Regions from separate parts of the Mus musculus genome. Here all the other regions are linked to region 3. The links are chromatin contacts, called in public Hi-C and HiChIP or PLAC-seq maps. All regions are on one chromosome and are shown on one strand. The core of a region is the stretch at or near the end of the contact, and the rest is flanking DNA. Distances in the headings are between cores, read along the strand shown.

Region 1 (4,294 bases), core at 1,066-3,565, 120 kb before region 3:
CTCAAAGGCTAGTTTGCAGATTCTATTTAAAAAGAGTGGCTGCCCCATCTGCCCAGTTCATCTCTGCCCCTTCTTTGGCATCATTATAATCAGCTTTAGAAATAGCCATTATTCACTCAGGAGGCAGAGACAGGCAGATTTCTGAGTTCAAGGCCAGCCTGGTCTACAAAGTGAGTTCCAGGACAGCCAGGGCTATACAGAGAAACCCTGTCTCAAAAAAAAAAAAGAAGAAGAAGAAGAAGAAGAAGAAGAAGAAGAAGAAGAAGAAGAAGAAGAAGAAGAAGAAGAAGAAGAAGAAGAAGAAGAAGAAGAAAGGGAAGAAAAGAAAACCAGAAATAGCCATTATTCTTGTGTGTATGCCCATGATGTGTGCGTAGGCAGGCGTGGGCCCGTGCTGTAGCGTGCATATGAAGTCAGTGGACATTTTTGGAGGCTTGGTCCCCCTTTTCCACCTTTATATGGGTTTTCATGGACTGAACTCATGTCTCCAAGGCTTTGGCTTTTACCAGGTTGGCTTTTATCTTACCAACTTCTAATATGGACTTAAAAAAAAGTTTTACGCCGGGCGGTGGTGGCGCATGCCTTTAATCCTAGCACTTGGGAGGCAGAGGCAGGTGGATTTCTGAGTTCGAGGCCAGCCTGGTCTACAGAGTGAGTTCCAGGACAGCCAGGGCTATACAGAGAAACCCTGTCTCAAAAAACAAAAACAAAAACAAAAACAAAAAAGAAAGTTTTACTTTATTCTCTGTGTATCAGTGTGTGTGTATGAGTGTTTGCATGTGTGTATGTATGTACCCTATGTGTGTGCAGGGCTCATGGAGGTCAGAAGAGGCATCAGAACCCCTGGAACTGGGATGATGGACAACTCTCAGCTGCCATGTAGGTGCTGGGAACTGAACCCAGATCTTTTGGAAGAGCAGCAAGTACTCTTAACCTAGGAGTCAACTCTTCAGACGCCATCATTAGACTTTTGAAACAGGTCTCCTCCCTACATGGCTTAGGCTGGACTTGAACTTGAGATCCTCCTGCCTCAGTCTTCCCAGTGCTGGGATTACAAACCAGGCTGCCAAGCCTGGCTCCTGGGTTTATGTTTTCATTACGCTTGCTTCCAGTGATCACACTTAAGCATTAGTCCTTGCTTACTGCCTGTCCCTCCCCTCTGGTGTCGGCTTGAAGACGATGTTCTTATTTGCTGTGTTCTCTCTTTGACCAGTATGCCACAGGGTCTGTGTATAGTAGGTGTTCAATAAATTCATGGTTGAATGAATGAGTGGTTGGTGGACAAATGGAATCCTGTTTCTGCTCAAAGTCTTGTCTTTAAATTTTGGGGAGATGGTAACTGCTTCCGTTTGGGAACCTGACCTAGTATGACAATCGGTGTCAAGGGGGACTGGGTCAGATGGGAGGCCATAGCTCAGATGGGATGGCTGGCAAGGAAGCCAGTCAACCCAGTATCTCCAAGGGGTCAAATTGGATCTGGTGACTTAGCTTGTCCTAGCTCAGCCTCCAGACTGACTTCTCTTCCTCCAGAAGTCACCCCCACTGTGAAAGTTACAAGGTCAGCCCCAGCAGAGGAAAGGTGTGCTGGTCTTTGTGGTTTTTTTTTTTTTTTTTTTTTTTTAGCAAGATCTCATCAGCCCTTTGTTATCATCTGAAGGGGCCCACGTTCTTCCCACAGTTCCTGCGCTCCTCAGGACACATGAAGGACAAATTGAAAATAAACCTGTCTAACATAGGCCTGTGGTTTGAGGAGCTAACCCACACTCCATATTGATTCTAGGCCTAGCCAGGGATATATGTTGAAACCCTGTCTCAATAAATAAATACGTACATACATACATACATACATACATACATACATACATACATACATAAAATCATCCAGATGTGGTAACACAGGCCTTTAGTCTCAACACTTGGGAGGCAGAGGCAGGTGGATCTCTGTGAGTTAGAGGCCAGACTGGTCTACAGAGTGAGAAGTAGGACAGCCAGGGCTACATTGAGTAAACAGGTCTCAATAATAATAATAATAATAATAATAATAATAATAATAATAAATACTTGTAGGCTTCGAAGTGTAGTTTGGAAGTCTGAGGCAGGATGATTATAAGTTCAAGGCCAGCCTGAACTACAAAATGAGATCCTGCTGCAAAAGATTAAGTTAAAAATCAACTTGAGGCGGTGCTGGAGATATAGCCCAGTTAATAGAGCGAGTGCCTAGCATACGAAAAACCCTGGCTTTGCCACCCCAGCATTGCATAAACCAAGCACAGGGGCACACATGTGAGCCTAGCAATAGGGAAGTGGAAGCAGGAAGATCGGGAGTTTAAGGTCACTCTGGGCTATAAGCAAGTCTGAGACCAGCCCAGGGTACATGAGATCATATAGATAAAGAGATGGATAGATAGATAGATAGATAGATAGATAGATAGATAGATAGATAGATAGATAGATAGATAGACAGACGGATGGACAGACAGACAGACAGATAAGATAGATAGATAGAGCAAGCCTGAGAGCTGGGGCTATAGTTCAGGGGTTACAGATTTCCCTGAGAGTACATGAGGTCCTGGGTTCAATCCACATCAATACAAACAAACAAACAAACAGACAAAGAGTTTCTTATGAGCACAGAGACCATCTGTACCGAAGACCTTTGTCCTCTCCATCTTTCCTCCCACCTCCCATCCTGGGCATGCTTTTAATTCTTTCACACTTAGTCACAGACACACACCCAGTGTGACAGAGATGACGCCAGGGGAGGGCAAGGCCTCAAACAACACAGACTCTGCTAAGTTCTGGTTTATGCAAGTATGGCAAGTCTTATGGTGCTAGCCCTGTCCCTTCCTCAAAGAAACCCAACTTTATTTTTGAGGAGCACAAGGACCAGGAATGACAAAGGTTAAGAGGTTAAGAGGAGCTGGGCGTGGTGGCGCATGCCTTTAATCCCAGCACTTGGGAGGCAGAGGCAGGCAGGCAGGTTTCCGAGTTTGAGGCCAGCCTGGTCTACAAAGTGAGTTCCAGGACAACCAGGGCTACACAGAGGAACCCTGTCTCAAAAAAAACAACAAAAAAAAAAACCCAAAAGGTTAAAAGGACCTTTTGAGTTTAGGCCATCCAAGAAGACAGTGAGACCCTATCTCAAAAAACTAAATCACAAAACAAAACAAAACAAAAAAACATATACAACAGATAACACCTCCCCCCAAAATCAAATCGCCTCTTCATTCGCTATTTTAAAAAGTATTTACTTATTTGTTTGTTTGTTTTTGAGGCATGGTCTCAGGCTGGCCTCAAACTTCTGCCTCTGCTTTATTTTTTTCCAATTGATTTTAAAAAAAAAATATGTCTTTCAGCTGGGCGATGGTGACACATGTCTTTTAATCCCAGAACTCAGGAAGCAGAGGCAGGAAGATCTTTGTGAGTTCTAGACCAGCCTGGTCTACATAGTGCGTTCTAGGACAGCCAGGGCACTCAGAAAAACCCTGCCTCAAAAAAAAAAAATCAAAATAAATAAGTATGTAAAAATAAATAAATAAATAATGAAAGGCCTAGGTCTATATTACCCAGGGTGGCTGGCTTTGAACTTCTGGACTCAAGTGATCCTCCTACCTCGGGCTTCTGGGTAGCTGGAACTGTAAGTATGTCATTATGGCCCCAGCTTCCCAGGCCAGTTTGATTGTTTATTATTGATTTATTTTTCAGAGCTGGAAGCATAGCCCAGAGTTTCACACAGGCTATGCGAATGGTTTCCCACTGAGCTACATTCCCAGCCACCCCTTCTCCACCGTTTACTTCTCAACAGACTTCAGGCCTCCAGGATGTGAATCCTGCAGGGAGTGCAAATAACTGAGCTCCGTGGACACAGGTGACCTCAGCTCCTCTGCTTTCAAGATCAGGGCGGGGGTAGGGGTGGGGGGGGAGGGGGAGGGGCTTCCACCGTCCATCCATCACCCTATGATCGCCATCAGACTCTGAGCCCCTCAGGGGCTCGCTTATCTATCTCTGTCCTCTTAGCCCCTGGCACACAGCCAGACAGCATGTGGTTAATGATAATAGCATTTACTGAGCTCTGACTGTGTACCCAGGTATGCCTTAAGCATTTTATGGGCAGTAGCCACTTAACCCAGTGAAGCAAGTCCAGTTGTTACAGTCCAGATTCGAAGCTAGAGTCCCAGGAAACTCAGTCTTTTGCCCTGTATCCCAGTGCCAGAATTCAAGTCAGGCTACACTCTGAACCCTCAGAGGATGTGGCCAGGCACAAAGGCCAGTGTTTGCCTTTGAAAAGCAGTAA
Region 2 (4,192 bases), core at 928-3,427, 100 kb before region 3:
GTAGCCCAGAACGGCCTCAGGCCCACTAAGTTGCTGGGGATGAGAATGGCCTCAGGCCCACCACGGTGCTGAGGATGGCCTTAACTTTGTTTTAAAAAACCTTTATTTTAAATCCCTGTACTCAGGAGGCAGAGGCAGACCTCTGAGTTTGAGGCCAGCCTCCCTTACAGATCTAGTTCCAGGACAACCAGAGCTACACAGTGAAACCCTGCCTTGAAAACATCGACAACACCACCAACCAACTTTATTTTTATTTATTAATTTTTTCATGTGGATGAGTGTTTTTTTTTAAACGATTTATTTATCATTATATCTAAGTACACTGTTGCTGTCTTCAGAAGCACCAGAAGAGGGCATCAGATCTCATTACGGATGGTTGTGAGCCACCATGTGGTTGCTGGGAATTGAACTCAGGACCTTCAGAAGAGCAGTCAGTGCTCTTAATCGCTGAGCCATCACTCCAGCTCCCATGGATGAATGTTTTGCTTATGTGTATGTATGTGTATCATGTATGTACCTGGTGCCTGCAGAGACCAGAAAAGAGTATTCGATCCTTTGGAGTTGGGGCTGCAGAGTGTTGTGAGCTTCCATGTGGGTGTTGGGACAGAACCTGGCTCCTCTGCAAAATGCTCTAACAAATAGGCTATCTCCCCAGTTCTGAACTCTTTCTTTCTTTCTTTGAGACAGGATTTCACTATGTAGCTCTGGTTGTCCTAGAACTTACTATGTAGACCAGGTTGGCCTAGAACTCACAGAACTCTGCCCGCCCTCTGCCTCCCAAGTGTTGGGATTAAAAGCATTTGCTACTATGCCGGTCTCTGCAGTTGAATTCCTGAGTTTTCTGGCTTTACCTCCTGAGTGCTGGAATTAGAGGTATATGCTACCACATCCAACTATGCAGTGTTTGTGATTGAAGCCAGGGCATTGTGCATACTAGACAAATGCTCTACCAACAGAACTGTATCCCCAGCCCCAAAGGGTACTCCAGGTTGGCCCTAAATGTGTGATTCTCCTGTTTCACCCTCTTCAGCATTTGCCTACCAGCGCTCATGGCCATGGATGGCATTATTTTTTAAGACATGTTTTCTTATTTGTAGCCCTGCTTGTCTCAAACTAGCAATGCACCTGCCTGCTGAGTGCTGGGATTAAAGATAGGAATGTGCCACTGCCACACCCAGCTGGAGGTCAACAGGATACAAGTTATAATGTATCCACGGCCCTGTGAGAGCTGGAGTCAATGCCACCAGGTACAGAGAGCAAAGAGGGTTGGTCTTTTTGCCTTGGGAGAAATAGGAGGACGCACACAGGAGATGAGGTGACAAGCAGAAGGGCGGATGTGGGAAAGCGGTGGGTGTGCTAAGGGAAGTTTGGGTAAACTTCAGAGCGTGTGTATGAAGGTAGGAAGTGAGAATACCAGGCCATGGATTTGGCCTTTGTTCCATAGGCAATAAAGAGCTTACACAAGAGGCGTCTCCAGAGACCAGCCATACTCCTGCAGTCAGAGAGGAAGCAGCTCTTAGCCATCTGTGTCCCGGCTTGTGCAGGCTGCTGGGTGCCAGCGCGTGGGAGGGCGCCCACAGAACGTCTCTGAATGTGGCCTGTGCGCTGCAGGATTTAGGTCCTGAGCTACCTTCAAAGTCCACTTCCCCCCAGGGGTTCTCTTGGCCCTAGTACTTTGTACATAGAAGGCATTGGGGGGACTTTTTGAGACCATGTGGCCCACTGCCGATTCCCATTTTAAAGAAGGAAAAGTAAGGGATATAGATGGGAAAGGACTTTCCTGGCAGCACCTGAGGAATGAATGTGGAGCCAGTGGGACTAGAAGTCATGACCTCTGAGCCACGCCCAGTCCCTTCTCCACACTCACTGAGTAAGAGGTGTTTGGTTGAGCGATGACTTCATTTCAGGCCCTAATCCCTTTGCATGGACGATTTTACTGCACCCTCCCAACGTCTCTGAAAGCGTTTCTTTTGAGCGCGGTCTTGCCTTCCAAGTCAGGTTTCCTCCGGAGCCTAGCCCAGGTCCGGGGCACCTAGCTAGGAAGGCAATGAAAACTTGGCTGGGTTCAAACCTTGGGCTTGGAAGTGGGAGGGCTTAAAAAAAGGACCAAAGGAGGCGTGGCCTGGCATACGCCCCGCCCCGGAGCGCTGACGCCACACAAGGCCCCGCCCCTCATTGTCAGTCTGGGGGAGCCTGAGCAGGCGCCGGCCGCTGGGAGCGGAGCGCCGGATCCTCCGGCGGCGGGAGCGCGGGCCGCAGCCGCTGAGGTGAGGCGGCGGCGGGAGTGTGGCGAGGCGGGCGGCCTGGGAGTCCGGCTTGTGTGCCGGGGGTGAGGGGGTCTCGGCCGGGGTGTCCCGGGGACGGCGGGGAGTGCGCGCGGGTTCTGGAAGCGGAGCCGGGAAGGGGAGGTCTCCGGTGGGCCAGCCGGAGAGAGTGTGGCTGGAGTTGGAGGGAGAGACTCAGAGATTTTTTTTTCTTCCTGAGGAGGGGGAGGGACGTTTCTGAGGAGACTGGGGAGACGCCGAGTGAGGGCGAGCGCGGCTGTGGCGGCCAGGGAGGGAGGCGTCGGGGTCCTCGCCGGGCTCCGCGGGGCGGCGAGCCGGGAGGAAGGAAGTGAGCGGACAGGAAGGGCCGCGGCCGGTGTGCGGGACGCGACGCGCGGGGGGCCGGGGAGAGGCCCGCGGCGGCCCCGGGGCGTCCGCAGCTGTCGGCCCCGGGGCTGCGGCCCGCCCGCCCGCCCGCGCGGCTCCCGCCGGCGCGCTGCTCCCGTCTCGCGGGCCAGACCGCCGCGGCCCGGGAAGGAATTCGAGGCATTCGCTTTGTTTAAGTTGCCAGTCGACAGTCCCGAGGACTAATTAATGGTGGAATCTGCAGGGGCACTCGGGTAGCCGCCGGCCCCCTCCCGCCGCCGCGGTGAACTTTCCGCAGCGCGCACCCCGCCCCGCGGCCCGGCAGGGAAGGGAGCCATGGCTTCCCGAAGCGCAGGAATGAAGTGCGGTTTCGGGAGCCGCTTTTGGCCTGCGGCTGGCCAGGCGACTAGCGAGGTGGAAGCCGGCGTCCCGGGCACGGGCACTGGCACGGCGGGGCTGGTGGGTTCCGCAGCCCGGTGGGGACCTCTCCGAGGTGCCTGCGGTTTCTGCTAATTACCTCGCAGGAGCCTCAGCCGGCCGAGAAAGACCCATCTTGCTATGGAGCATCTGTTTCTTCATCGCGTCAGCCCCTTTCCTAACACTGCAGAGCTTGTTGTGGCTTGTTTCGGAAATGCCGAGGCGGGTGCTCACACTTCGGGGTGGGAGAGGGGAAGAGAGCAGGCAGCCCCCCCCCCCATCCCCCTTCACACACCTCCAAAAAAAAAAAAAAAATCTCCGCAGTGTTCTTTAACCGAGCAGCTTGCAGATTCTCTGTCGCACCTTCGATGACTTGAATGACCTTGGGGGAAAGGATTGTGCTTCTGAGCGCCTCGTGGTGGCTTTTCTGTCCATTCAGGAGAAAATAACTCTCTGGACCTCAGTGCCTTTTGGAAGATATTTTTGAGATTTGGGGTTTGTTCAGGGTATTTCTTTTTGTCCTTTTTATTTTATTTTTTTTTCCAACTGCTGTCTGTGGTTCTGGCTTAAGGATCTGGACTAGTGACAGAGCCGGGAAGAATTCAGATCACCTAGGAAGATTTAGCAACCCCAGATGAGGGGAGGCTATTTCCTCTGGGAAAATCTGTACAGTATGTTCCAGATTGCCTTCTGTCACTTTGTGTGCAGCTTTGGTGGCATTTGTGTGGTTAAATTCTATAACCCCCTTAGAAAATTCTTCTCTTGTTAGAAATAATTGTTTTGCACAGAATTTCCCCTTGGGGCAGATTAAGGTTTTGCTCAATTTACTCGGAAGAATTTTCCAGGTTTCTAAAATTAAATCACTTTTCTAAACATAGCAGCTAAAGTTTGAAAAACTAGAAATAGTGGGATGGGTAAGGGATGGATTGGACTATGAAGGCAGGAAGTATAGGTTCACAGCTGACCATCCACTAATAACATGGAGTTTAAAAAAGATTTGTCTTCCTGTGTATGGGAATGCTCACATGAGTTCAGGTGTTTCTGAGGCCAGATCCCTCTCAAGTTTTTGTTATAGGCAGCTATGGTTGGGAGATGCCTGACATGTGTGCTGGAAACTGAACTTTGGTCTTCTGGAGAGCAAGAAG
Region 3 (4,273 bases), core at 1,545-4,044:
ACAGGAAAAATTAAACAAACTGGGAAAATGGGAGTACATTATAATACTCTTCCTACTTCTGTAGTTTTTAAAAAAATTCCATAATAAAAACTGGAGGGGTGCTACTCCCATATAAGTAACAATAGATTGCAGCAGGGAACCTGTCTTCAACTTTATTTTTTTTTACTGACTTTTGTCAGTAAATTATTAGTAACTTTTTATAAGTTACTAATAAGTTAGCATCAATTATATCCCTTCTCTCTCATTCCATTCTTATTTTGTTAGATGTCTCTCACAAATAAGCCCTGGAAAGAAATCTGCACATCTGGTAGACATAACCCAAGGCGTTTCCTTAACATCAGCCTCTTTCTGATCTGAAGCCCACAAAGCCCAGAGACAGATGTCCCCTGAGATCATCATCCTGTAAAACTTAAGAGCAGGGAATCTTATCACTCTGGTAACAATAACTAAGCTATACATATACAATACATAGCAAACTTTCTTTCTCAAAATACAAAGTTAGCCATATGTTTACATTCTCAGACAGTGTTTCTCATCCTGACAGGGGAGCTGGTCAAATTTCTGCTAAACACAAACTTCTGAATTTTACTCATACCTGCAAAATCAGGATTGCCAGGGGCAGCCTAGGCATGTCTGACCAAGGCCCGAGCTCTCACATCTCAAACCAATCACCATGTTGCTGCTAATCTCACACCAAGGACAAGAAGCTCCTAGGCCTCTAACCATAAGCACTAACTTACTCTACCTCTGGATAAGTGTCCCCGGCTGTTTGCTAGCCCTCCTGTCAGAAGCCTCTATCTATACACAAAGGGAAGTGACAGAGCACACAGAGCTAAAGCACATGATGGAGGGACAGCACAGAAATAGGAAGACTCAGGTTCAATTCCATAGGTCTATTGAAAAAAATTGGCTAGGGCCAATTAGCTGTGTGGCCAGCCTTCAGTCAATTCCTACAGACAAAATGCCTAGGCAGACATGTAAATTTGCACATATACCATCATCTCTTCCTAAATAACTCAGAGTTAAGAAAACAGCTAGAAAAACAGCAATTGTTTCTAAGTCTGTATAGTCACACCATGCTCATCTCTCTTCTCGGTCTGTATACTCATAGCATGCTCAGTCATACAGTTCCCTAAAATGATTTCCAACCGAACCAAAGAAATTTTGAAAAGCTGTTTGTCATCAACTTACAGCTTGTCCATTGGCTTCATAAAGTGGGCATTTTTGCTTGATCTTGGCCAGTTCCATATTTACTTGTTTGCTGACGACAGCCATGGGATTCCCTCCTAGGAAAAAACTCAAACAAAGTCAGCCTACCCTTGAAAAGGAAAACCTCAAAGTCAAATTTTCTTTACTCAAAACAAAAACTTGCTAAATTCAGCCTTGGTGGCCTATGCCGGTACTGCAGCCCTTTCAAGGTGAGAGACAGGAAGGCAGAGTGGTGTCCAAGGCCAGCCAGCTATGCAATGAGACACCCTGCAGAATAAGCAAGGGCAGGCATAGAACTCAGTACTAGAGCTGGTCTCCCATTTTCAAGGCACTGAGCTGGATCCCCAGCAGCACTGCCAAAAAACTGAGTAAGCAGCTGACAATGCAGGATGTTAATTATATCTTCTATTCTAAAGCTCATGGGGAAAACGTAGACCAAGGTAAAAAAATTAAATAAGCCAGGCGCTTTTAATCTCAGCACTTGGGAGGCAGAGGCAGGTGAATCTCTGCATTTGAGGCCAACCTAGTCTACAGAGCGAGTTCTAGGACAGCCAGGGCTACACAGAGAAACCCTGTTCAGAAAAAAATGGGGGGGGGGCGCGGGGGGTTTATATTGCTCATAATCCTTTAAGTTAATGTTTTAATACAGAGCTTTCTGTGTACAGTTACAGGCTTCACATAAAAGGGTTATAACCCATTCTGTGATAGTTATAATTTAGCAATACATTGCAAACATGTTATGCTATGAAGCTATAATTCTTAGTGGATATTCATGTCTCACCATATAATAATTTAATCTTCTAATGTGGTTTCTAATGCTGTGCCATTAGAAACAATGTTGTGTTGGAAATGATCCAAACACAGCATCATTCACTGGTCTGTTTGCTCAGGATAAATTCTTTAAACTATAAAAAGACGCCCTAGTGTCAAAAGCCTTGTACAATTCCCATTTTTCCGCCTTCAGAAAGGATAATTGGCAAGGTGCCTTCCACTAATAGAATAAGGACCTGCTGTGATTTGAATATACTTTGCCCCCTCAAAACACAGGTTGGACCAGGTTGTAGTGGCACACGCCTTCAATCCTAGCACTTGGGGGGTGGGGACACAGAAGCAATTGGATCTCTGTGAGCTCCAGGTCAGCCTGGATTGAGTTCCAGGACTTCCAGAGCTACTGAGAGAAACCCTGTCTCATTAAAACAAAACACACTCAGAACCAAAACAACAAACTCAGGCTGGAGTTTAATTCCCACTCTGAGAATTCCCACTTAATCCTCCTATTCAAAAGGTAAACGCTTTGGAGATGATATGATAGGTGAACTTGATTGACTGACTCTTATTAGCCTTAGGAGGGTGAAACATAAAGGCACTCACATACGGTTTCTTGCCATGTGATCTGAACTCCCAGAGACTATTAGCAAGAAGCCTAACAGATCACTGCTCCTATGGCCTAGAACCACAACTATAAGGAAATTAAGTAAACTCTCATTATGACTCTGTCTGTGCTGTGTCCCTATGACTGTCTGTCTGTCTGTAGTGTGTCCCTATGACTCACTCACTATCTGTCTGTGGTGTGTCCCTATGACTCACTCACTGTCTGTCTGTGGTGTGTCCCTATGACTCACTCACTGTCTGTGGTATGTTCCTATGACTGTCTGTCTGTCTGTCTGTCTGTCTGTCTGTGGTGTGTGTCTATGACTCCTGTCTGTCTATGGTGTGTCCCTATGATTCACTCTCTGTCTGTGGTAAGTCACTATGACTTACTGTCTATGAGTCCCCAGTTAGTATATTATAAGAGTAACTATTGGTTTAAATGTAAGCGCTTTCTCATTTTAGATTGTGTAATGCAGTATCAAATTAAACTACTTACCAAGACCTGTTACAACCATGGCGCCAAGATCAGCTACATAGTTTCCTTTTCGAAATGTAGCAACTCGTCCACCTACTCGATCCTGTTTGTTAGAGATGAAACGGTCCGAGTCATCTAGGCTGTTTTAACCATAACTAAGCACAGCAGAGCCGCTACTCTACTCTACCATACCTGACACTCAGCTGTTCTCAGTGCACAGGACTCACAAGGCCCACTCAAAAACTATATGCTTATAAATTCCAACACTAGACGACTCTCTGCCACCGTGAACTGATGCTCATCCTTTGGTTACCACAGTCCTTTGCAGTGAGGATGAGAATTACATCAAGCTGCCCCAGCCAGTGTTAGACTGATGATCTCCCAGAAGGCCAAGCAGTCTGGGCCACAGAGACAGTCACTGGTTGTTGTAACTGTATCTTTAGATCAATAACTTCTCTGACAAATGTCCTCTGCCAAGGAACCTGATGCCCAGGAACACAAACTGGTAACAATAGATTTTAGTCCTAAACAGGTCCAGGCTTATGTCTACTGATTAAGGTTTCGGGGATAGAAAAACCTTACTGAGTTACAGTGGTAACTTAAAATTACTGAAAATATCAAAACACCCTGTAAACTTGAGATACACTACAAAAACTGCAGAGCAAAACTTTACGAGCTATAACGTGGGAAGGATCACAATGACCTGCTAAGCCTTCCTTCCTTTACTCTTAACACACAGTACAGAGTACATACAAAAGCAACAGCCTATCAGGAAAACCATTTTCATGTCCCCATGCTCTATTTAAATATTATTTAAAAAATTAAAACTTCATAAAAAGCCATTTTAAATTAACTACATATAGTATTTTAAAGATTTTATAAAATGCTTAAATGTTTAGGTTACTAAGAAAGTTTCTTTCATTTTTTTAAATAAAAAAATCAGTCACTGGAAGGCAAAATATGGAAGAAAAAAAAAAAAAGGATGTATACAAACCACTTTTCTAACAGCTCCCTGAAGTGACCTGCTCTCACCCTCTCCACCTCAGTTTCTACTTCCAGATCTGGGAATGATGAACTACTTCTCCTAGCTTTAGCTGCTCCTGAAAGACCTGCTCTACCGAACATAATTCCCTTTCCCTATCTAGCAAACAAGGGATATAATTTAATAACTGAAATATCACCTCCTACAAAGTTTATGACCACCCCAAATTAAAGCGC

Evidence for each region. Hi-C and Micro-C count contacts between places; a contact is called where the count stands out from the background. HiChIP or PLAC-seq counts read pairs in DNA pulled down with a chosen protein or histone mark.
Region 1: a contact with region 3 is called in a Hi-C map of bone marrow-derived macrophages, with 33 read pairs. The contact joins two enhancer-like sites. A contact is called at or near these places in 4 of 15 datasets of contacts at CTCF or cohesin (CD8 T cells, the NIH/3T3 cell line, embryonic stem cells and 1 more), 4 of 484 Hi-C or Micro-C datasets (bone marrow-derived macrophages, embryonic fibroblasts, stem cell-derived neural progenitor cells and 1 more), 12 of 115 datasets of contacts at active chromatin or transcription factors (the 3134 cell line, CD8 T cells, bone marrow-derived macrophages and 5 more) and 4 of 9 other capture datasets (adipose tissue, embryonic stem cells, liver and 1 more).
Region 2: a contact with region 3 is called in an H3K4me3 HiChIP or PLAC-seq map of bone marrow-derived macrophages, with 2.2 times the contacts expected there. The contact joins the promoter of Luzp1 here to the enhancer-like site in region 3. A contact is called at or near these places in 8 of 39 promoter capture datasets (the C10 cell line, the HPC-7 cell line, cranial neural crest and 5 more), 3 of 15 datasets of contacts at CTCF or cohesin (CD8 T cells, the NIH/3T3 cell line and large pre-B cells), 1 of 484 Hi-C or Micro-C datasets (bone marrow-derived macrophages), 19 of 115 datasets of contacts at active chromatin or transcription factors (CD8 T cells, bone marrow-derived macrophages, embryonic basal ganglia and 10 more) and 4 of 9 other capture datasets (adipose tissue, liver, macrophages and 1 more).

The regions. Positions count from the first base shown.
Region 1 is chr4:136,447,711-136,452,004 of GRCm38.p6, forward strand. No RefSeq gene overlaps it. Among named protein-coding and RNA genes, the nearest start is that of Luzp1, 20 kb to the right of the region's middle. Within about 2 kb of position 2,316, at least 53 of the 459 cell types and tissues checked have an H3K27ac peak or open chromatin away from gene starts, as enhancers often do. A contact at or near this core is called in bone marrow-derived macrophages and trophoblast stem cells, where this site is marked.
Region 2 is chr4:136,467,584-136,471,775 of GRCm38.p6, forward strand. It overlaps Luzp1 (leucine zipper protein 1), which reads left to right and starts at 2,178. Exons shown (of 5, transcript NM_024452.2): 1 at 2,178-2,267.
Region 3 is chr4:136,567,382-136,571,654 of GRCm38.p6, forward strand. It overlaps Kdm1a (lysine (K)-specific demethylase 1A), which reads right to left. Exons shown (of 20, transcript NM_001347221.1): 8 at 3,077-3,158; 9 at 1,192-1,286. Among named protein-coding and RNA genes, the nearest start is that of Kdm1a, 33 kb to the right of the region's middle. Within about 2 kb of position 2,795, at least 72 of the 459 cell types and tissues checked have an H3K27ac peak or open chromatin away from gene starts, as enhancers often do. A contact at or near this core is called in bone marrow-derived macrophages and trophoblast stem cells, where this site is marked.